Regions from separate parts of the Mus musculus genome. Here regions 2, 3 and 4 are each linked to region 1. Evidence: chromatin contacts called from public Hi-C and Micro-C data. All regions are on one chromosome and are shown on one strand. The core of a region is the stretch at or near the end of the contact, and the rest is flanking DNA. Distances in the headings are between cores, read along the strand shown. Region 1 holds the start of Ube3a (ubiquitin protein ligase E3A). Region 2 holds the start of Mkrn3 (makorin, ring finger protein, 3). Region 3 holds the start of Peg12 (paternally expressed 12). Region 4 holds the start of Herc2 (HECT and RLD domain containing E3 ubiquitin protein ligase 2).

Evidence for each region. Hi-C and Micro-C count contacts between places; a contact is called where the count stands out from the background.
Region 2: a contact with region 1 is called in a Hi-C map of the G1E-ER4 cell line, with 4 times the contacts expected there. The contact joins the promoter of Mkrn3 here to the promoter of Ube3a in region 1. A contact is called at or near these places in 2 of 484 Hi-C or Micro-C datasets (the G1E-ER4 cell line and rod photoreceptor).
Region 3: a Micro-C map of embryonic stem cells shows a contact between it and region 1, with 5 times the contacts expected there. The contact joins the promoter of Peg12 here to the promoter of Ube3a in region 1. A contact is called at or near these places in 1 of 39 promoter capture datasets (cranial neural crest) and 1 of 484 Hi-C or Micro-C datasets (embryonic stem cells).
Region 4: a Hi-C map of B cells shows a contact between it and region 1, with 7 read pairs. The contact joins the promoter of Herc2 here to the promoter of Ube3a in region 1. A contact is called at or near these places in 2 of 39 promoter capture datasets (cranial neural crest and pre-B cells) and 3 of 484 Hi-C or Micro-C datasets (B cells, CD4 T cells and uterus).

What each region holds. Positions count from the first base shown.
Region 1 is chr7:59,226,144-59,231,353 of GRCm38.p6, forward strand. Ube3a (ubiquitin protein ligase E3A) reads left to right here and starts at 2,607. Exons shown (of 11, transcript NM_001033962.2): 1 at 2,607-3,128.
Region 2 is chr7:62,416,908-62,421,834 of GRCm38.p6, forward strand. It overlaps Mkrn3 (makorin, ring finger protein, 3), which reads right to left and starts at 3,246. Exons shown (of 1, transcript NM_011746.3): 1 at 686-3,246. The coding sequence starts at 3,134. The coding sequence ends at 1,500. The region is part of intron 1 of Gm32061 (predicted gene, 32061); the gene reads right to left.
Region 3 is chr7:62,461,331-62,466,247 of GRCm38.p6, forward strand. Peg12 (paternally expressed 12) reads right to left here and starts at 3,180. Exons shown (of 1, transcript NM_013788.2): 1 at 541-3,180. The coding sequence starts at 3,017. The coding sequence ends at 2,166.
Region 4 is chr7:56,048,424-56,053,949 of GRCm38.p6, forward strand. Herc2 (HECT and RLD domain containing E3 ubiquitin protein ligase 2) reads left to right here and starts at 1,732. Exons shown (of 93, transcript NM_010418.2): 1 at 1,732-1,879; 2 at 2,433-2,525. The coding sequence starts at 2,454. Gm34121 (predicted gene, 34121) reads right to left here and starts at 1,627. Exons shown (of 3, transcript NR_166588.1): 1 at 1,319-1,627.

The sequences.
Region 1 (5,210 bases), core at 1,357-3,856:
TAGAGTTCTGCAGCAGTGGTAAGAGTTAACAAATAAAAGATCATTTCAGCAATAGAATTTTGTATTCTGCATATATCAGTGTCAAGTAAGACATTGCCTTTAAATGAAGTATTATATTCATAATTATTGATTAACCAGATGCCTTTTTAAAAAAGACTTATTTATTTATTTTATGTATACAAGTATACTGTTGGCTATTAGCCCTTTCTTGGATGTAGGGTTGGTAAAAATCTTTTCCCAATCTGTAGGTTGCTGTTTTGTCCTGTTGACAGTATCCTTTGCCTTACAGAAGCTTTTCAATGTTATGAGATTTCATTTGTCAATATTTGATCTGTCCATAGAGCCAGAGGCATTGGTGCTCTGTTAAGGACATTTTCTCCCGACCATTTTTTTGTGTTGAGGATTTATACGTTTTCTGATCATTTTATCCTAGCTCAGGAGTAGCATATAAGTATTAGTTGACACCCAGAAAACCATACAAGTGCTCAACGGTTCTAAAAAACTTTTACAGGCCTGATTTCCTCTTTAACCGATTTACTGAAGATATGTACAGAGATTTTCTTGTATTGTTTTACAAGGCTCAGGTTGTTCTGAGTAAATAAATAGTAGACACTAAGCTTGTTTAAAGAATGAATATGCTTATACAGTTGCATGGTTCTTTTACATTTGAAATGAGAAAATATTTCAAACTATTGAGGCTCATTTAGACCTTATTACACACCTAGATACCAAGTAGCCTTTCCTAGAAAGTGTGTCTGAAAAATGAAAAAATATTATGAAAAGTATACAAATATGTTGGCAGGAATCATTCATGGTAATAATTTTTAGCATAAATATTGACTTCTCAACCTCTCTTTGAGATAGTCTCTTTTTATAGTGAGGCCTGCCATAGAACTCAAGATTTTCCTGCCTATGTTGGGGTTTCAGGCATGTACCTTTATGTCTAGCATTAATGTTTCTAAATTTTAAAAATGATAAATCAAAATACATGAAGTCCTGAACATCAGAGGCCCATATAAGAATACATATTGAACATTAAGTAAATAATTTCTTCAGATTGTTAAGAGAAATTAGTATTCTCCATGATCTCCATATAGAACTTGACTGGCACTTGGATATGTATTTCCTTTAAACTTTTAAGCTTTTTAGAAGTCTGGGCTGCTGGCTACATTTTGATAATTCACATGACTAGACCATGACCTTTCATTTTCAGACTTTTATTTAGGAGTGAATAGCTGAAAGCGTCTTCACATGCTGCAACAGTTTATGTACTTTACTTTTCTTAGCAGTCTAATGATTTTCAGTTTTGGTTTTGTATTTAAATAGTTTGCAAAGATAACTCTTTAAAGGGTTACATTTATTACTGGCCCCTTTCATATAATACAATGGTATTCCAAATGAGGATCTTTAATGGATGGAGAAAAAAAAAGAATAGAAAAAATTTAAAGTATCTTAAAATCTGATATAACAGTTGCACTTATTATTTATCCTGTAATAGTTTACACACACACACGCCTATTATTTTTTAATTTTAAAAAATTGCAAGCCTTTAATCCCAGCATTCAGAAAGCGAATCTCTGAATTCAAAGCCAGCCTGGTCTACAGAGTGGGTTCCAGGACAGCCAGGGCTTCACAGAGAAATCTGTCTTGAAAAACCAATAATAAAAATATTTTTTATAGTGGGGAGATCTTTCATATATATATGATGTGTATATATATATACACACACATACACACACATTATAGGAGCTGTAATAAACAGAAAAGCACATTAATACATGTGATTGTTACATTTTGAGCACTAGATGATTAAGGCTTACTAAGTTGCAAGCCAGGAAATAACATGTCAGCTAGTCTTTATAATAATTTAGTGTCAAAATCATTAACAACAAACCTAAGTTAAACCCTCACTCCGGTACCAACAAGTCACATGGCTCTAACAGGGTTCGGGTGTTCTGTAAATCAAAATTAGTCTCTATCCACGTGTGATCAAGCAAGGCGGTTTCTTCTCAGTTGACATCTACTGGAAGACAACACAGGAGGGGCTGGGCTTTTACCTACTAGTCTGGTAAGCCAGTGACATATCATGTTCTGGCAGAGGCTGATGGCCTTGTTTGCTGAAAGGTTGCCCAATCTCAACGCCTGAATCCTTTACTCGGACAGTTCGGATGAAAAGTCGTAAGGGTCAGCTCTAGCAACAAAACGCTTCTATGCCTCCTCGTGCCGCCAGTAGGCTACACCCTCTTGGCCTATTCGTCCCTCTGACTCCTGGGCTTTGCTAGGCTGGGTAGACCTGTCCGCTCTCGCGAGTACACCGAAGCACACTGGTCTATAGATTGAGTAAAAGGAGCAGAGGCTAAAAACACCAAGCCTCTCTCAGCCCAGTCTCAAGATGGCGACGATGCTGGCCAGCTTCCACCCAGCCCAAGGCCATCTCCCCTTCCCAAAGGCCCCTGCGCCGCAGGCGAAGGCGAGCTAGAGGAGGGCCCCACAGAGCTGCGATCGGGGCGGGGCAGAGCCCGTCGCCATCCCACGCACGCGCAACCCCGCCTCGCATCCCGCCTCCGGACTCCGAGCCCTCGCCCGGCAGGGTTGGCGCGCGCTGCCTGTCGGGATACTCGGTCCGCCCACCTAGTCCTCTCGTCCAGTGCTGCGTTCGCGAGATCCGTATTTCTCCCAAGATGGTGGCGCTCCTCTTTGGGTGACTCCAGGAGACGACAGGGCCTTTCGTCTTTGCCAGCACCTCGTCGCCCCTCCTGCGCTCGCTCTCTCGCTCGCGCACCGGGCCACGCAGCTGTTCACCGCCTCGTTACGCTTCTCTTCCGTCGACCTGTCGCTGACGGTGGCGCCTCCTTCTGCTTCTCTTCGGAGTTGCTCGCCGCCCTCGCCCCCCACTGTGGACAGATCGCGACAGCAGCGCTTCAGCGCCGACTTCAAGGTTGCCCAGGCGCCTGGCCTCTCGGCCTCGGTTTCCTGAGGAGAAGCGCGGGTCCCGCATGAGACCCGGCGGTGGCGCCAGCGAAAGGGAACGAGGCGGTGGCGGGCGGCGGCGGTGGACGAGGGCGACAAGGACCAGTGAGGCGGCCGCAGCTGCGAGGGCCGCAGCCCACGCGCGGGGGCGAGGACAGGTCAGTGCTGCTGCGGCTGCGGCCTGCCCGGCGCGCTCCCTCTGGTCTGTACCGCCGGTCCCCTCGTCACCCTCCGGCCCGCGCTGACAGGGTAGGCGCCGGGCCCTCACCCGCCTCCGTGAGCGAGTGCTTGGGGCGCGTGGTCTGGAGGGGCCGGTGCCAGGACTAGGCCCTGGTGGCTGCGGCTGCTGCAGCCTTAACTGTCAGTGCTGGCTGGACGCAGGAGGGAGGGTTTTGTCACCCACGGGTACCCGAGTGGGCCCGGGGTGGGGCGGACGTGCAGGGCGTCGAGATCGGGGGCCTCATCTAAGCAGAGATCGGAGAGCCAGCCGTGGCTTCAGGCTGCGAAAGGCAGGCCTTTTCCTCCAAAGGGGCGCTCTGGTGGGGAAGACATATTTAGATGTGTGCTTAGTGGGTTGGGGTATTGGGGGTGGATTGGAAGGAAGACGGATGAAGCGGCACCTCAAGCCCAAGGATTGCGCTCTGGTTTTATTCGTGTGCTGCTTCTGGTAGGATTCAGTAGTTGAACGTGAGTTACTGATTCCTCAGAAACTGCTGTGTTAATTTTCAATGCAAACCTGTAAGCAGTTGGCCTCCTCCTCTTCTCCCCTCCCCCTTTTCAGTTGAGAAAATGAAAAGGACGTTTTCCCCATTTTGATGCGGAGGCTTTTTGTTGGAAGAATCAGAGTTGAATGTGCTATAATTGCGTTAGCCTTAAAAATAGAAAGTATAATTTTAATAAGACTTTATCAGCTTTAGAAGAATCCTCTAAAGACAATTTTACGTCAATTTTTTTTATGTCTTTTGAGCATGCTAAAATAGAACAGTATAAAATCTCTTTGGGATTGCGTTAAATAGCTAGTGTACTGTTGGAAATGTTAACTAAATAGTATATGGGATGTGTTATCCACCATTATCTTACTTCGTGAAGGATATTCGTATAACCCATGGTTTTGGGAGAAGCAGCAGATTATGTTAAAATGTTTTGGATAGGGAAGTGCGTTTGAAATAAAGATGGCCTGAACTTTAAGAAATACAGCTGTTAAAAAGCTAAATATCAAAGCCCTATTGGACAAGAGACACGACGAATGTTTTTGACACACCTCAGATTAGTTAATACTCTTAAGATATCTTTTTGGTAAATTATGTAAATTTAGAATTGAGGAGAGATAAAAGGAAAATTTTGTCTTGTTATGTATGACAGAAATTGCTTTAGTATTAAATTCTCCTCTTAAATAGACTGCTTACTGCACTTTTAAGGAAGTGGATACTGCATCTGTATTGCTGATAAGCCTAAGTAAGGATGACTGTAAATCCATAAATACTTAGCTTTACAAAAAAGCCATGTATCAGAATCTGTAATAAAAATGAGAACTTCAACAATTCGCAGTCTATCGTTTAAGAAAGATACAGCACATAATAAAGATGAGATGACTTGTAGTTTTGTTTTCAAAATCAGAATGTAGGTTGTGAAATAATTTGTGTCAATATTTACCTTGCATGGTGTGTTGTGAAGTGGTATACACATACTTCTTTGGATGTTGCTCTTCATATAACTGAGGAGCTTAACTTTGAGTTTAGAAAATTCCTTTTGTATGCAGGTTTTGTAGGTGGCTTTTTTATCCCTGAAATAGCCACCATCACCCTTTTTTTTTTTTTTTTTTGAGAAAGGGTCTTATGGTATATCGCTGGATGACGTCTAACTCTCCTCTTGGCTTTGTCTCCAGGGTTCTGCGATTAAAAATGTATACCACCAGGACCGGCTATTTACCCTTTTTATGGTTTTAAATTAGAAAAATGTGATTTCTACCTGAGACAAAACTCATTCTATTTGATTCGTTTTTTTTTTTTTTTTTTTAACATTGCATTCATTAGGTATCTATAATGTCTCTGACATGTAAATTTTATTCAGTTGTATTTCTTAAACATTTGTGTCTTCCCTCAAATAATTGCAGTAATAATTGTTTCTCTCAATTTTTATGAACATTTTCTTTTTAATTGGCCATAGCTATTTTTTTTTCTGTTCAAGAGCTTAAGATGATCTTTTCAAATGTCCTTTAAAAAAACCAACACCTTAAATGA
Region 2 (4,927 bases), core at 1,996-4,495, 3.2 Mb after region 1:
TTCTATTCACTTACTAAACGATGTGGTAATACTCTCTACTACACACGTGAACTGTGCCATTTCTATATTCACTTGCTTGTGTCAAAGTAAATGGGTAGACAAAATGAAGTTATATATTCCAGATCAAGTAAAATTTAATGATTTTACACTTCTCTTCTCCAGGAATGTTTAGTAGAAAATTGAACTATCATACTTACAGTACAGTCACTGTACAGTTACTCCCCTCAAACTCCTGATTTTGTATTTTAATTGTGCATTTTAGGTAGAATGTATTTTCACTTTAAGTATCCCTTGATAAGTAAATGGCTTTTACATCAAATTAGGGCTTATTCGTACTAGAAGTTTCCAAAATGATTCTGTTTAACATTTTAAAATTCCTATGCCTCACTTTATTTCCATTCTCATATTTACTTATTACGATTTTCTTTCATTATTGTACAATTTTTATTTTGAAAACCTTTTTTCAAAAGTTCTTTGCTTATAAATTATACAATAACCAGATTTTTAAGATATTAAAAACAAACAACTCTATGTTTAAGTTCAGGAATTGTCTCTGTCAAGAAAAATGAGATGGTAACTTCATGTGAGGCACTGTTTCATTATTATAACACCAGGAAGCTGTTAATGGTATTGTAGGAATTTTCGAAGTCATGTTTTGTAAATCCATTAAAAAAAGAGTCAGATCCACACTTAGCAGTCATTTTTATTAGATGCTAATCACTGACATCAGTGCAGGGGCAGATTATCCACACAATTCACATACAGCCCACACACTTGGACTTTAACACTGGGCTTTCAGTTCTGCATTTATTTCAATACTTCAAACATATATATTATGGTGTATATTTATTTCCAGTTTTTTTCAAATACATCTTTGTATACATATACGCATATATATCATTCTTAAATATATATTTCCAAATATAAATAATTTCACATCAAGCCAAACAGGATAAAAACATGTAAACATATGCACCTCATTTTGGTCAAGTAAAACAGAACCACAAAGTAACCACAAGTTAACAAGTGCACTTGAAAGAGAAGGGAAGAAACAAACATGTAAACAAACACAGACAGCAGCTGCAAGGTCCTGTAAGGGTCCATTTTTTTTAAGGCTATATAGCAAAAAGCTCATAATTCAGTTAAAGACTTTTGTCACCTTGTCACATTTACTCTTAAGGGACTTCACAATGAGAAACTGTAAACACTAGACTAGAAGTGATTGAATCCTGTTGGAAAAAAGACATCACAAGTCATCAGTTGACAGAAATATTAATTCCACCAAACAATACTTATAAGATTTCTTGTTATTTTGTAACACAGAGAAACATCACAATCCTAGCAAGAAGAAATAGGAAATAGAGAAGAAAACAGCAATACTGCATAAAGATTGCCTCAGTAGCCTTTGAAAGCGATAGGGTTTTTCAGTCAATAAAGGGGAATAAGCAACAGCAGACAACAGAGCTTTAGCAGACCAGACCACATGCCACAGCGTGATACTACAGATTCAAACTGAAATATTCTTCCAGCTGGTACTGAAGCAAGAGCCAACGGTCATCAGAGAAGGAAGAACTGCCTCTCAGGCAAAGCAACTTCTTAAGCAACTGATTGGCCAGGCGAAGCACAGAATGCTCTTTTTTACGGCTTTTAAACAGCACGTTTCCCTCTCGCAACTGCACAGGCTCCAAAACTTGATGCCAGTATGCGCTTGATGATCCACCACCATCTGGTCTTGGAGGCTGATCTCTCCAGCCCTCGGGGTATTCATGCTTGTAAAAACAGAATTCTCCAAATGGGCAGTGACCTAGGCCTCCAGCAAAATACCTGCACGCTTTCTGGCTCATCCCCTCCTTATACTGCTGAACAAGTTTCTCCTTCTCCTCTTCCTCCTCCACCCAAAACTCACTAGGAATGACAAAGCCAGAGGAGACCCTGCACTGTGGGCAGGACTTACTGATCCTGTTCTCAAACTGTGTGGCACTTCTCCACCTGCGGATACACCTAAGACAGTAGGTGTGGTTGCAGCTGAAAAGAATGCCAAAGCGGCGGTCGCTGGGGTCAGCTTTCTCATAGACCACCTCCATGCAGATGCCACACACTTTGTCCATGCTGCGCTGCACAGCAAAAGAGAGTTCCATATCTCTCTCGTGTGCTTCAACGCAGGCCCTTCTATGAGCTTCCTGCTGAGCTGCATCCCAAGGGTGCAAGGCCTGCTGCCCGCACATGTCGCATATTTCTCCATGGGGGTATGCACACCTGTCCCCACGGAGGCATTGTCCCCGGGCAGCATAGCGGCAAAGCGGCAGCGGCATTGGCACTGGCATTGGCACTGGCATTGGCATTGGCACTGGCATCGGCATCCCCATGCCCATAGCCATATGCTCTCTCTCAATTGCCGGGCTCTGCAGAGGAGCCTCGGGACCATGCGGGGGGACCATGCGACCTCGGTAAGGCTGTCCAGGAACAAATTCAATTGCCCCCTCCCAGCCTTCTGCACCCGCTCCCGCTGCAGCACCTGCTGCAAGGCTTGCATTGTCAATCTCGGCTTCAGAGAAGCCCCTTTCAGCAGCTGAGCGAATGCCTGCATTGTCAATCTCAGCTTCAGTGAAGCCCCTTTCAGCAGCCGAGCCAATCAGAGGCAAGGAGCTTGAGGATGCAGCAGGGGGGGCTTCCGCCACTTCCTGAGTCGGGGGCTCCCAGCGAGTGGCCATCTTGGGTCCTCTGTCTGCAGAGGCCCGAGGCTGAGCATCTTGCCCCCCCCTAGATCTCCGCCGCCCAGAAAGGTCGTGAGAGTAGCGACAGTTATCGCCCTCCTTGCACTGCCCATGCAGATAATACCTGCAGAGGATTTGCTTCGTCCAGCTGCCACTGTTGCGCTCCGGACCAGACCGGGCCCCGCCCCCTTCGGCTGGCGCTGGCCTCAAACTCGCCGCGCGCCGGATCGCTGGGCCTGGAGTCACCAGGAGCGGTGCCAGACCCGATGCCTGCTGCAGAGGGGCCGAGCTGACTCCCGCAGAAGCTCCAGCAGCCTCAAACTGAGGAGGGGGGGGAACAGACACACCCTCCCCCCCTTCAGCACCTGCCTCGGCGCCGGCGGCCGCGTGGGCCTCAATGGGAGCTGTAGACTCTTCCATCTTACAGCGTGCCTCTAACACTGTCCAAAAACCCGAATATTATATCTTTTTTGTGCTTGAATTGCGGAGCTGGAGATGGCTCGACCAGCTTCTTCTCGGAGCGAAGTGCATCGATTTTTGTCTTCCCACCTGCTCCCCGTTCCCTGGAAACTTTAGTTCCTACCTGTTTACAGGCAGGCGGACACTTCCGGTTGTAACACCATTCCTAGGGCTTCACCGGAAGTTGCTTCCGCCATGTTTTTCGCGTGCCTGTTTCTGCTTGAGACACTGGGATGGGCTTCTGCCGGCTTTCTAAGTGCGACTCTGAACCCCCCAATCCCCGTTTCCACAGTGTTTCCCCTCAAGGTTGATGTTTTAAACTCTCCAGGTTTCAGTTGTATACATTGCAGTTTATTTGTGTGTGTGTGTTAAGAAAACGCTACACACATTGCCTTTACCGTCTGCTGCTTGAACATAAAACATTTCACTCACATTAAAAATTATTTTTCAGTTTCTTCTGTCGTTTGTTTATAGGCTACTAATTTTTAAGATCGGACAGTGTCCCTGCCAAAGCGTTTCTCCTTCAATGCTTGTAGATCTGACAGGATTCTTTGGGTCTTTTTTTCCCTTGAAGGGTTAATTTGCGTGCACTTTAATTAGGAGGGAATCCCCTGCCCCGAGGCTACTCAGAGCCTTTCACTTTCCTGCCTTTGTTACATTCTCCCGGACCCCCAACAATGTAGAAGCCTGGACTTTGCCCAACCCTGATGAAGACTTAATAAGGCAAGGTCTGAGAATGACCCAGGCTTTAACTTTTCTCTGTTGGTTGGATTCGGAGACCCTTTGTTCCCTGCCTTCCTTTTCATCCCATTCTGCTCTACAGAGCTTTTCATAATACCAGCTCCTCTTTGCACCCCAAAGTGTCTCATTTCCATTTCTGCACTGAGCCAGTTCTTTTTCTTTTTCTTTTCATTTTGCAGATATATACTATTGGGCTAATAATTTTATATGTAGTTCTACACTGCTACATGTACTTACTACAGTGGCATACTAAATTTTATAGTATAGTTTTACGTGGGTTTTTATTTTTAGTAATAATCATGCTTTCTTCCTTTCCTCACCCACTAACTTGAATTAGCAATGCTTCAAATATTTTATTTACTATTTAAAAAAATGAAATTATGCTCAGAAAAATAATTTTATTGGAAGGAGTCTCACAACCTAAGGTTAAAAAACTCTGAAAGCATATGATATAATCATCCAACTCAAAATATAAGTCTCAACTAAATAAATCCAACAACGATAAAACAAGATAAGAGGAACATAATCAAACAATATAGATAAGGGGGGATGAAGTCAAAGTAAACATGAAATAAGAACAATAGAATAGGCAAAATTTTTCTTGTGTAACTTATGAAGGAAAATAATAAAAGGCTCAGATCTCCAGCATCACATACTTCAAAAGAACTGACATTAAGTAATAAGAAACCTCAAAACAATGAGATGTTTTTAGTGCCACTAATTTATAAAAGACCTAAGTAAGAACTAGCAGATGAGAGTGGGGAAAAGATTTGAATATGAAACTTGAAACTTTCATTAAATGGTCATAAATAGATAGATAGATAGATAGATAGATAGATAGATAGATTAGTAAAAATATCAGAAACAAAAATAAAGATCTATTAGGTATGTTCTACATATGCTTAAGAAAATTTTGATATGAGGTATTTTAAAATGTGGACTCTGAAATGAACATAAAGGTTGAAAAGCTTATATTGTTTTAAAGTGCCCACTTGTACAATAGAGGGAAAAAA
Region 3 (4,917 bases), core at 1,930-4,429, 3.2 Mb after region 1:
CCTCGGACCAGCTAGTATATGCTGTCTGGTTGGTGACTCAGTGTCTGAAAGATCTCAGGAGTCTGGGGTAGTTGAGTCTTCCTATGTGGTCACCCTCCTCCTCAACTTCTTCCACCCTTTCCCTAATTCAGACACAGGCGTCTCGAGCTTCTGTCCATTGGTTGGGTGTGAGTATCTGAATCTGACTCTTTCAGCTGCTTGTTGGGCCTCTCAGAGGACAGCTAGGCTAGGCTCCTGTCTGTAAGCACACCATAGCATCAGTAATAGTGTCAGGCCTTGGAGTCTCCCCTTGAGATGCATCCCAAGTTATTTGACTGTGCATTAATTCATTTCATGAGGAGTAAACCAAGGAATATTGGGCATTTCAAACTCAAGAGTACATTAGCTTATGACATACATTTGGTCAAATAATCAAATAAACCACTGAGACCTTTTAAAAATCATTGAAAATAGTAAATCTAAACTATACACTAGGCCCATGCACTCAGCCTGATCTAGTAGTTTCTCTAGCATAACTGGAAAAAAATGTTAGGCTTAAGTATAATTGTCACACTAAGAACGCATGTCTCATTTATTTTCGTATACATTCACTAGACTCGTAAAAAATATACAGAATGTCCTGGTTTATACTTTTGGGCTTCTCATTCTTTTTTTTTTCTGGAAAAAAAACCAATACATTTATTCAAAAACAGTTATTTCAGTTAAGTTAAAATCCTATCATCAGGACAGCCACAACTCCAGTCACTCTGGTGCGAAGAGTAGATATTGTCAATAGCCACATCTGGATGCTGAACAAGCCATTAACTCCATAAAACTAAAACGAAAACGGTTGCTCAGAGTGAACAGTATTTCGAAGCACTTCACAGTCACAATAGCAAAAAGCCTGCAGCTTTCCCCTTTGGAAGGTCACATTTTTTACTAGGTTTCCTTCCCTTACAAAGGCCAGCTGGCACAGCTGGGGGAGGGTCAGAAGGAGGAAATCAACTCTGTCTATCCAGAGAACTGCAGCTGTTCCCCGCAGAGCCGGCCCCTAGAGCTCATTATACACGGTTGTGTGAGACTGTGTCCCTGGAGTGCCCATTATGAGAAGCCTCCCCAGCCCCCTATCCGGGCCCCTAGCATCAGCAGCGTCACCCCACTTGAGTAGAGCAGCAGAAACAAGGGGGAAAAGGTGGAATGCAGTCACTGTCTCCAGGCAGTTTGTCTGGAAGCTGGAAGGAGTGGAAGGGGAGGGGGCCTCGGGCCAGAAGCACAGACACTCAATACCAGCCACCCCACCCCCTCCCAGAGATGGCAGGAGAGCCCTTAAAGGACTCCAGCATTTGCAAAACAGTGTGCTCATCCCTCAGCAAGGCAATTCGGTTAGTGTCTGTGCTGAAGTCCCACTACACGGAACACACCCAGGAAACTGACCTTGAACCCAAAGAGGAATGGGTGTCCTTTAAAAACACACTTTACAAAGGCAGGAGGGTTCACTCGGTGCTTCGCCATGCCCTTCCATCACCCAGCACTGCTCACTGCTGCCTCCCGCCCTACACTCATGGGATACAGCTTTCTTTCAACACTCTGCTAACAGCAACCCTTTGAAAAAAGAGGGGACAGACAAATAACGGTTACTTCTATTCAGCCCCAAGAGGGTCCTCTCGTGGTACCTCATGTTTTACATTGAAACCAGCACCGCAAAAGATGAGATGGTCTTTTAACTGTCATAAAATGTTCAAGTGTGGCATTTCGGGGCGCTCCCCGAAATTATGTCCATTCCTGTTTCCTCCTCCCCCAAAGTGGATCAGGAACCAGTCCTGGAAAGTACAGCAAGTAACGGGGATCATTGTCCTTCGTTCCATAGCTGGCTGAGTCGATTCTGAGAGCATGAACCGTGGCCACGTGGTGCCTGCTTGGCCCGGAGAGTCTGCGCGGAATTGTAGCGACCAGGTTGGATTATGCCAAAAAAAAAAAAAAAAAAAAAAAAAAAAGAAGTCCTGCTGACAGCCTGCGGTGCGCTCTACCTATATAATGTTTTAAAACAAACCTAACTCGTGGGTTTCAAACAGTTTGGGTCTCTCAACTCATGGAAATATTTGCGATATTTCGGCTGTCTTCCTTAGCTTATTTTCCTCTACGAGCCCCAGCTGGGTGAAGTCCTGGGTGAATCCCTTGGTCCCCTGCTACAGGTTGGTGCTGTGGCCACCGGGGTTATTAGCTGCCAGGGACAAGAAGGTCGTCCCTAGTTCTGAGCTGTGCCCTCCATCACAATCGCCAGGGTCGCTGCAGGCTGCACGGGGGCTCCCGGGCAAAGGCGGCTCATGCACCGGGGCTGACAAAGGCCCGAGGAACGAGTGAGCGGGAAGCTTTGCCTGTAGCTGTAGCCCTCGCGAATGAAGTCTCCGCACCGCCTCCTTGATGAGGTTTCCCGAAAGAAGGAGCTGCTGCAGGAGTCGGGGCGGGTCGCCGTCACTCGTGCGGGTCTCCGACTGAGATCCGCGTCGCTGTTGCTGGCGGCGGGACGCGGCTGCGTTCCGGAGCCAACCCCGCCGGCACCGGCCGGACAGTGGCTGCGGGATGCTTACTTTGCCCATCCCCGGGGATACCTCAAGGCCGAGCTGCTGGGGCAGCGCGCTGGCGCCCGGGGCGATCTCCGCCACACAGTAGGGCGCCGCCCGGCCCCGCAGGCGCCCGCGCTCCCCCAGCACGCAGCGCACAGCCCCCGGGGGCGCAGGGTCCCCGGCCTCCGCTGATGCTGCTCTCCGTAGCAGCCGCCTCGCTGGGGCCCCGGCCTTGTCCGCCGGCAGCGCGGCCAGGACCCGCGGGGGCGCGGGCGGGGGGCCCGGGGCAGCACATGGCGAGGCCGGGCCATCGTGCCTGGCGTCCAGCTGCAGCGTCTCGCCGATCTGGGCGATGAGCCGGTCCACGTCGGCAGAGCCCCCCAGAGTCACGGACTGCTGCAGCAGGAGGAAGCTGTTGTCGTCCTCCTCCCCCTCCGCCTCGTCGCCGGCTTCCTCTTCCCTCCGGCACGGCATGGCTCCCCCCGCCCGGGTCCCCGTGGCTGTGCGGGCGTCACTGGCGGCTCGGTTGACCGCGGGCTCGGCGGGACGCGTCTGGGAAGGGAGCGGGGCGGAGGCCCAGGCTGGGTGGAGGCCAAGTCTGGGACGCGGAAGCTGGGACCTCCGGGCAGGGACAGCGCGCGCCTTAGAGCCGCGGGAGCCGGAACCTGGGCTTCTCATTCTTGATTAAGAGAAGTGAACTTTTTTTTTTTTTTTTTGAAAAGTTCTTACAGCTGCTGTTCTAATCATTGCCACCAGAGGGACTCATATATGCTGAAATTCCTCTAGCAGAATTCAAAGAAACTGTTGTTCAACTTACGGGCCACCAGAAGGCAGACGATGCTCGGTTTAGTATACAAACAATTACAAACAGAATGAGATGCCTTAAGTTTGTACCTAAAACTACAGTGATTTAAAATGTTGTAAAAACTTTTCTGTTTTGTTTCATAGAAGAAAGTAACGATTCCATAAAAACACTAGATGAATAGACATGTTCCAACCCAGCTTTATCTGCTATAGTGAGCAAGAAAATTAGAATGGGCATCTGAGACAAATAAGCACACATTGGAGACATGAAATAGTAACATACATTTGAGAAAAAAACTGTAATCTTACTTTAAGAGCCAACTAGATTTTTACATAGTTCTCATTTTGCTCTTTAAGGGCAAAGAGGGTACTACATTGTCATTTGCTGATAGTAGAAAGAATGTTGGGAATATCAATCTAAAACAAGATTTCTGACACCCACTGAATGGGAACTTGGATAATTATATTAGTTTTTCAAATTCCTTTCTTCAGTGAGTTTTCTGTTTATTTGGTTGTGGTTTTTAATCACTCTATACTGATGTTCTTTTGTTGTAAATATGTATGCTCCAAGGTTGAAACTTGTCTCTTATAGAATCTCAATTTTGAACTGTTTTAGAGAAGCCTAACTCGTAAGTGTTCATGCTTGATGAATCAACCCTTTGTTTGCTCTGAGATCTCACCAATAAACTCATTTGCGGTTGACTCATTCTGAATGCGTGTGCCATATCATTATCAAGGCTCACAGTTTTATAAGGGTGCTTCTCGTTCCATCATCATTTCTTGAAAGTAATTGCTCTGTGATTATTATACTTTTATACTGTTGTCAGAATAGACTGATGATCTCACTCTCAATCTATCCCCAGGATTTCCATTCTGAATTACATATTTGTGCCTACTCTTTTTACTGATACAAGTTTGTTTGTTCTCATAGCGAAAGAATAGTTTCTAGTCATCATGGGACATGACACTTTATGAGTTTGAGAAAATCCCTTCTATTTATAGTTTTATTTTATAGTTTGTAACAGGACTGAGTGTTGCTTTTATAAAACTGGGGGTTCTTCATGTGTTAAAATGTCCCTTTTTCCTTTTTCAGGCATGGATAAGATGAATGAATGAATCAATGTTATAAAGTGTTGAATCAGCCTTGAACATTTGAGGTAAGCCTCACTTGTTTATTTTATATTATCTTTTCCTTTAAAGGCTGAAGGATATTTATTTGTTTGTTAAGAGATTTTGTGACATATTCACCTAGAAACATCCGTCTTCTTCTCTTGGTAAGTCTATATGTCTTTGGAATTGCATAAATGGAAAGTTCATACATTGTTACTTCGTCACACTTTTTGGAAACAGCCCTTGAAATCCACAACTTTATCTTGTGGGTAAGAGTTTGAATTACTCTTGCAATGTGGATCAGGCTGGCCTTGAGCTCCGCATGCTGCTGCCTTGTTTTCTATAGTTTCTCAAGTGCCTTCCCTTAAACATTTTTTGGAGTTGTGAAAGTATATTGGTCTCATGCTGTTGTTCATATTCACAATGCTATTCATAGCATTGTGTTGGTAGTGAAGAAATG
Region 4 (5,526 bases), core at 482-2,981, 3.2 Mb before region 1:
TTATTGGCAAAACATATGAAGATTTTGCCTCTGACAGAGACTATCTTTGGGTCCCTTCTCTAGTAGCTCACTCTGTCTCTGTGTATTTTGTACTTTCTTATCTCCCTCTCTGTGTTTCTGGTTTCAAGAAATCTTGGCTGAGTTTTGAGACCTTGCTTTTCCTGCTGCCTCAATCTTCAAATTGACAAATAAACACACACAGACACACACACACACACACACACACACACACACACACAAAACCTCTGCCATCCTAGACACTTCACCACATTGCCTCACTATGGTTTGAATGTCCCTTCAGATCTCCTGTTGAAATATTACAGTTTTTGTCGCAGTATTAGGAGGTGGACCCTTTAAGATGTGATCAAGTCAAGTAGACTATGCCTCATGGATCAAAATGATGTGTTTGCTTGGTGTATTCTTGCCACACATGGGTTCTCTTGCCTCTATACCATGCTATGCAACATCAGAAATGCCGTCACCAGATACCAGTGCTATGCTCTTAGACTTAGCCTCCAGAAGTGTGAGGTACAAATGCCTGTATTTATTATTCAGTCATGTTGTTACAGCAACACAAAATGGACTACAAACATCGTTTTTTTAGAGCTAGCAGACACAGTTCTAAAAATGTACGTAGGTAAACATGCTTCAGTATGTGGAGGGACGAAGGGTGTCTTGCATGAGAAGGGAGCCTAAGGGCCAGAGATGCCTCCTCGGGTGTTACCTTCTACTGGTAATTATGCTGTCATGCCTCAGGTTCAAAGCCCTGTCCACCCTAACTGTATTTTGGATGTGGTTGAATTTGAAACCTTGTTCAGATACTTTTGAGTTGAAGCAGAAGTAAATTAGAGTCACACAGTCTTTGGGAGGTGTGATAGACTGTGGATCTTTTATACTGCTTCCTGCTGCTTGAAACAGAGATGTGATGTCTGAGCTATGGCAAATCCCTTGACCCTTGGGAGTGAGTTTGAAGATACATACCAAGGATGACAAAAGACAGGTATTTTAACGTTGCAACTGGGCCACCATACCACTGTGGCATATCCCTCATTGCTGCCTTCTAACACGTGGGAAAAAAATGAACCATCGTATTTAAAACAACAAATCGCACCCAGTTCCTATTTCAAATGTTCTAAGTCCTTTCTTTGCCTTCTCATGGAAAAGTTTAATTTCCACATGCTTGAAGATTATGTTATGTTTTATTTGTAGTTATTTGATTATTCCATGATGATCAGAGAACATATTTTGTGTGATTTTAATTGCTCTTTTCTTACTCCCGCACCCCCATTCCCCCAGGGTCTCTTAACCCAGAATTCACCTGCTTCTGCCTTCCTGGTGCCAGGGTTAAAGGCGAGTACTACCAGGCCCGGATCAATTACTTTTTCTTAAATTTCCTCTTCTGTCCACTGACTCAAAGGCCAAAAGGACGCTGTCGTTAAAGCACAGGGAGCCTCGAGAACCTCGTCCCGCTGCAAATACCTTACCAACTTCGGGTCCCTGGAAGCAAACACAGTCTGGGAAGGGTTGGGACTGGGCAAGCCAGCGTGCGTGCGCACAAGTCCCACCTCCCGGCGTCTGCGGTTGGCTCTCGCTGAGCGGGTGAGTCTCAAGAAGGAAGCTGAGTCGTGCTGAAGGAAGCGGAAGTTGGGGGAGGGGCGTGCGACGCTGCTCGTCCATTGGCTGAAGCCGTCTCTCACCCTTGCGCTATTGGGCGGGCGCAGCCATGCGTCAGCGTGCGCTTCGGGCCGCAGACTGGATCGCGAGCGCCGGCCGGCTCCTGCAGGGAGTGTTCCCTCAGCCGGCTGGCGGAGCAGGCGGCGCCAGGGCTGGCCGAGCTGGGCCGAAGGAGGGCGGAGGGGCCGAAGACGGGCGGCGCCAGGTCCGGGAGAGCGGGGCCCGGAGAGCGGCGGGCGGAAGGCGGGCGTTGGCGCGGAGGAACCAGGGCCTGTGCGCCTCGGAGGCCGCGCAGTCACGGCTGTCTTTTTAGTATTTAGGCGATTGTTGTAGATTTATCTGCAGACATGACTTTTGTTTATTTACCACACTCCGCCGGACTGCTGTAGGTATAGCGGCTGATGCACACTGGTGTCATTTGTCGTTGCGATAGTGAGTTTTTTTTCCTGACGTGTGTCTGTGTGTGTCCCTTTGGATTTAAAGGAGTGGGATGACATTGTGCAGTGGTCGCCGGTGACCACTGTAGGTCCGGCCGGCGTATTGGGAAATCCCAGCGACTCTACCTCTATTGGAAGTGGTATTTCCCTCCCTTCTCCCGTTCTGGGGCCAGCTTTCCCTCTCATCCCTCATCCTCTCGTCCCCTCCCCCAGCTCTCCTTCCCTGTTTTATGTTCTGTCTCGGCCGCGTTAAACAGCAGGATGGTGTAAATAGCAGTTTAAAGAAGCTCGAGGGCTCCAGCGTTTGTGTTTGACTTGCAGGTCTGACCACCCGGAGGAAACATGCCTTCTGAGTCTTTCTGTTTGGCTGCCCAGTCTCGCCTTGACTCCAAATGGTTGAAAACAGATATCCAGGTGGGGTGAACATGGTTTTCTCTTTTCTTTGTGTGTTCCTGTCTCTATAAAAAATGTTTGCTTGAGGAGAATGTGTGAGTGAATGGCAATTAGATCTTGTCTTAGGAAGATTATTTCTTATAATTTACAATGTGACATTTATTATGACTGTTGAAGAGATGCTATGTGGTTGTGGCTTAATTGAAGTTAGTTGTAAGTGCAAGAAACTTGAGATCCAGTTATGCAATTTTTCAGTATTTTTATTCTGGAGGCTTATTTTTATTTGTTTATTTTTTTAAGACAGGGTTTCATATTCCCAGGCTGGCCTTGAACTCCTCAGTGTAGGTGAGGATGACCTGACATCCGATCCTTTTGCCTCCACCTCTTGAGTGCTAGCATTGCAGCACCTTAACACCTTGCTGGGATTATGTGGTATAGTTAGGCAGGTATTTTACCAGCTGAACTCCATCCCAGGTCCTGCCAACATTCTTAATCAAGACTTGACTGTTGTTTGTTTCTTTTTCTTTTTTTCCCCCCTCTTATTTTTAGAAAGGGTCTCCCTGTTAACTCACTGTGCCTGGCTGGCCTCTGCATCCTGAGTCCTGGGATGAAAGGCATGTCCTGATATTTTTGCTATTGATTTTGTATGTCCTGATACTATGCAGGGAAGCAGGAAAGTGATATGTAGTTAGCATTTTCTGCGATTTTGTATTTGTTCTCCCGGAGAGGTGACAGTTTAGATGAGCTGTTGGTTTTATATGTCATCTGTAATTAAGAGAAATGCTCAGATTTTCACACCAGGAACAAGAGAAACAGAATGCTGGCTTGTGATGGTAATGTTTAATAAAGTAATTACAAGTGTTATCAGGAAATTATTAACTAAATGATCACAATAAAATTTTTGTAGATGGTTCCCTATAAGCTACTGTTGTTTATGAATAGTTTGGAAGAGTACTTTTGGATCTGGATATCACCAGCTTAAAAAAAGTGTCTGAGATGTTTCTATTGTCTGTGTATTCTTTCCTCCTTTTCGAGGCGAGGATGCTGAACACATTAAATATTTGTCAAACAATCGACTTTTTGTAACAGTCTTACGGATAGCTTATTATCAGCAATCACTACTGTAAGGCAGCGTATGCAGCGATTGATTATGGAGTTTTATAAATGGAAAGTTATTGCCTTCTCTTGATTTCCTTTTCCCTTTAAACTAGGGTTGAGTGCTGATAGATCTGAGTCCAAGTGTTGAGGACTGCTGGAGATGACTGTTGGAGATACTAGGTTTGCTGCTCATGGTGTGCTGTAATAGGACTGAGCTAAGGGATTGAAAGTACTTTGGTAGTTCTTAACCTTTGTTGTTTAAATACTTCTTTTAGTTTAGCTGTTAGTGTCTGCTTTCTTTTTGTCTTTTGTAAGCAGATTGGAGAGGTGAAAAATAAGTGATTTTTTTTTTTATATCTGAAATACTGAGAGTCAGACAAACTTTAAAAAACATTAAAGACTTATTTTTGTGTGTATATGATGTGAGTCAGTGTGTTCTTGTTGGAAGGTGTGCATGTGCCGTCCATGTGTGTAGAGGTTGGAGGACAACCCCAGTGTGAGTCCTGAACTTCCGCAGTGTGTGCAGCAGGATCTCTGTGTATATACTCCAGCCTGGCTGGCCGCGTGCTTCCACGGGAAATGTTCCTGCCTCTGCTTCCTGCCATCCTGTAGGAAAACAGATGACAGACACACTGCGCTGAGTTTGGCTTTTATATGACCTCCAGGGACCTAAAGTCAGGTTGTCAGGTTTTGTTGGCAATGACTTACCTGCTTAGTCAACTCCACACCCCAGGACAGACGCTTCAAGATTTGCTCTTTGGAGTTAACATATTTTGAGACACTTGTTGCAATAAAGAGATTATTCTAAGAGTTGGGAGCTTAGCGTAGTCTTAGAGTACATATAATTTTATAATTTTCTGTATTCAGTGTGATACTGGTATTTTGCCCTTTTTAGATATTTTAAATTTATTTATATATTTATTTTTACAAGTCTTCCCACTGTCTCCTAAGAACAAGTGACTAGGTTTTAGTTATACATCAGAGGAAATATGTGTTTGGTAATGCAGATGTCTAAATAGTATGGAAAAGTGGTTGTGCAGTTCTCCCAGCATTGCTTATTAAATATGGAGAATGCATGTTGTTCCCTAAGGCTTAGACACAGTGTCACTGTCTGGGACAGTGCACATACATCTTATGCTGGCAAGCTTTACTTTTATGTGGAGTTGGGGGTTGGGGAGAGTGGGGTTGCTTTCCTTGATTGAGAAGTTCCTCATTTCTTACTTAGGCTTTTCATTGACTTGTAGTCAGTAAATAGTATGTGGGAAAGACATACATATGTATGTATGTATATACATTTAGGACATTTATTTTGGTAAGCTTATTTTGTTGGAAATACCCAAGAAATTTTTAGTAATTTTAGAAAGGAGTTATTTTTGAAGTATGAATTTTTTGTTGTTGTTGTTGTTTTGTTTTTTTGAGACAGGGGTTTCTTTGTATAGCCCTGTTTGTCCAGAAACTTACTCTGTAGATCAGACTGACCTTGAACTCACAGAGATCTGCTTGCCTCTGTCTCCTGAGTGCTGAGATTACAACTGTGTGCCACTGTTGTCCAGTAAAGTCTGAAAACTTCTAATATGTCTATAATAAACATTGATCCTTGACTACTTTTTAAAGATATTAACATGCCAGGCTTAGTTCCTTGCAACCAGCAGTTTTTAATGCAGTGCCTGTTGCAAGCCAGTTACCTGTCTGGTTTTCACATACATATATAAGTATATAAATATATGTTTATTTAAACATATGTTTATTTATAAATATATTTGTATACTTGTAAATTTGTACTAATATATTTTATAATAATAAAGTACATATATGACATGTTATATAATATGTATTATTCATATTATATGCTTGCATCCTATATAAATATAAAAAATATAAAAATATTTATAATATATAAAGCGAAATAATGTATATACATTTA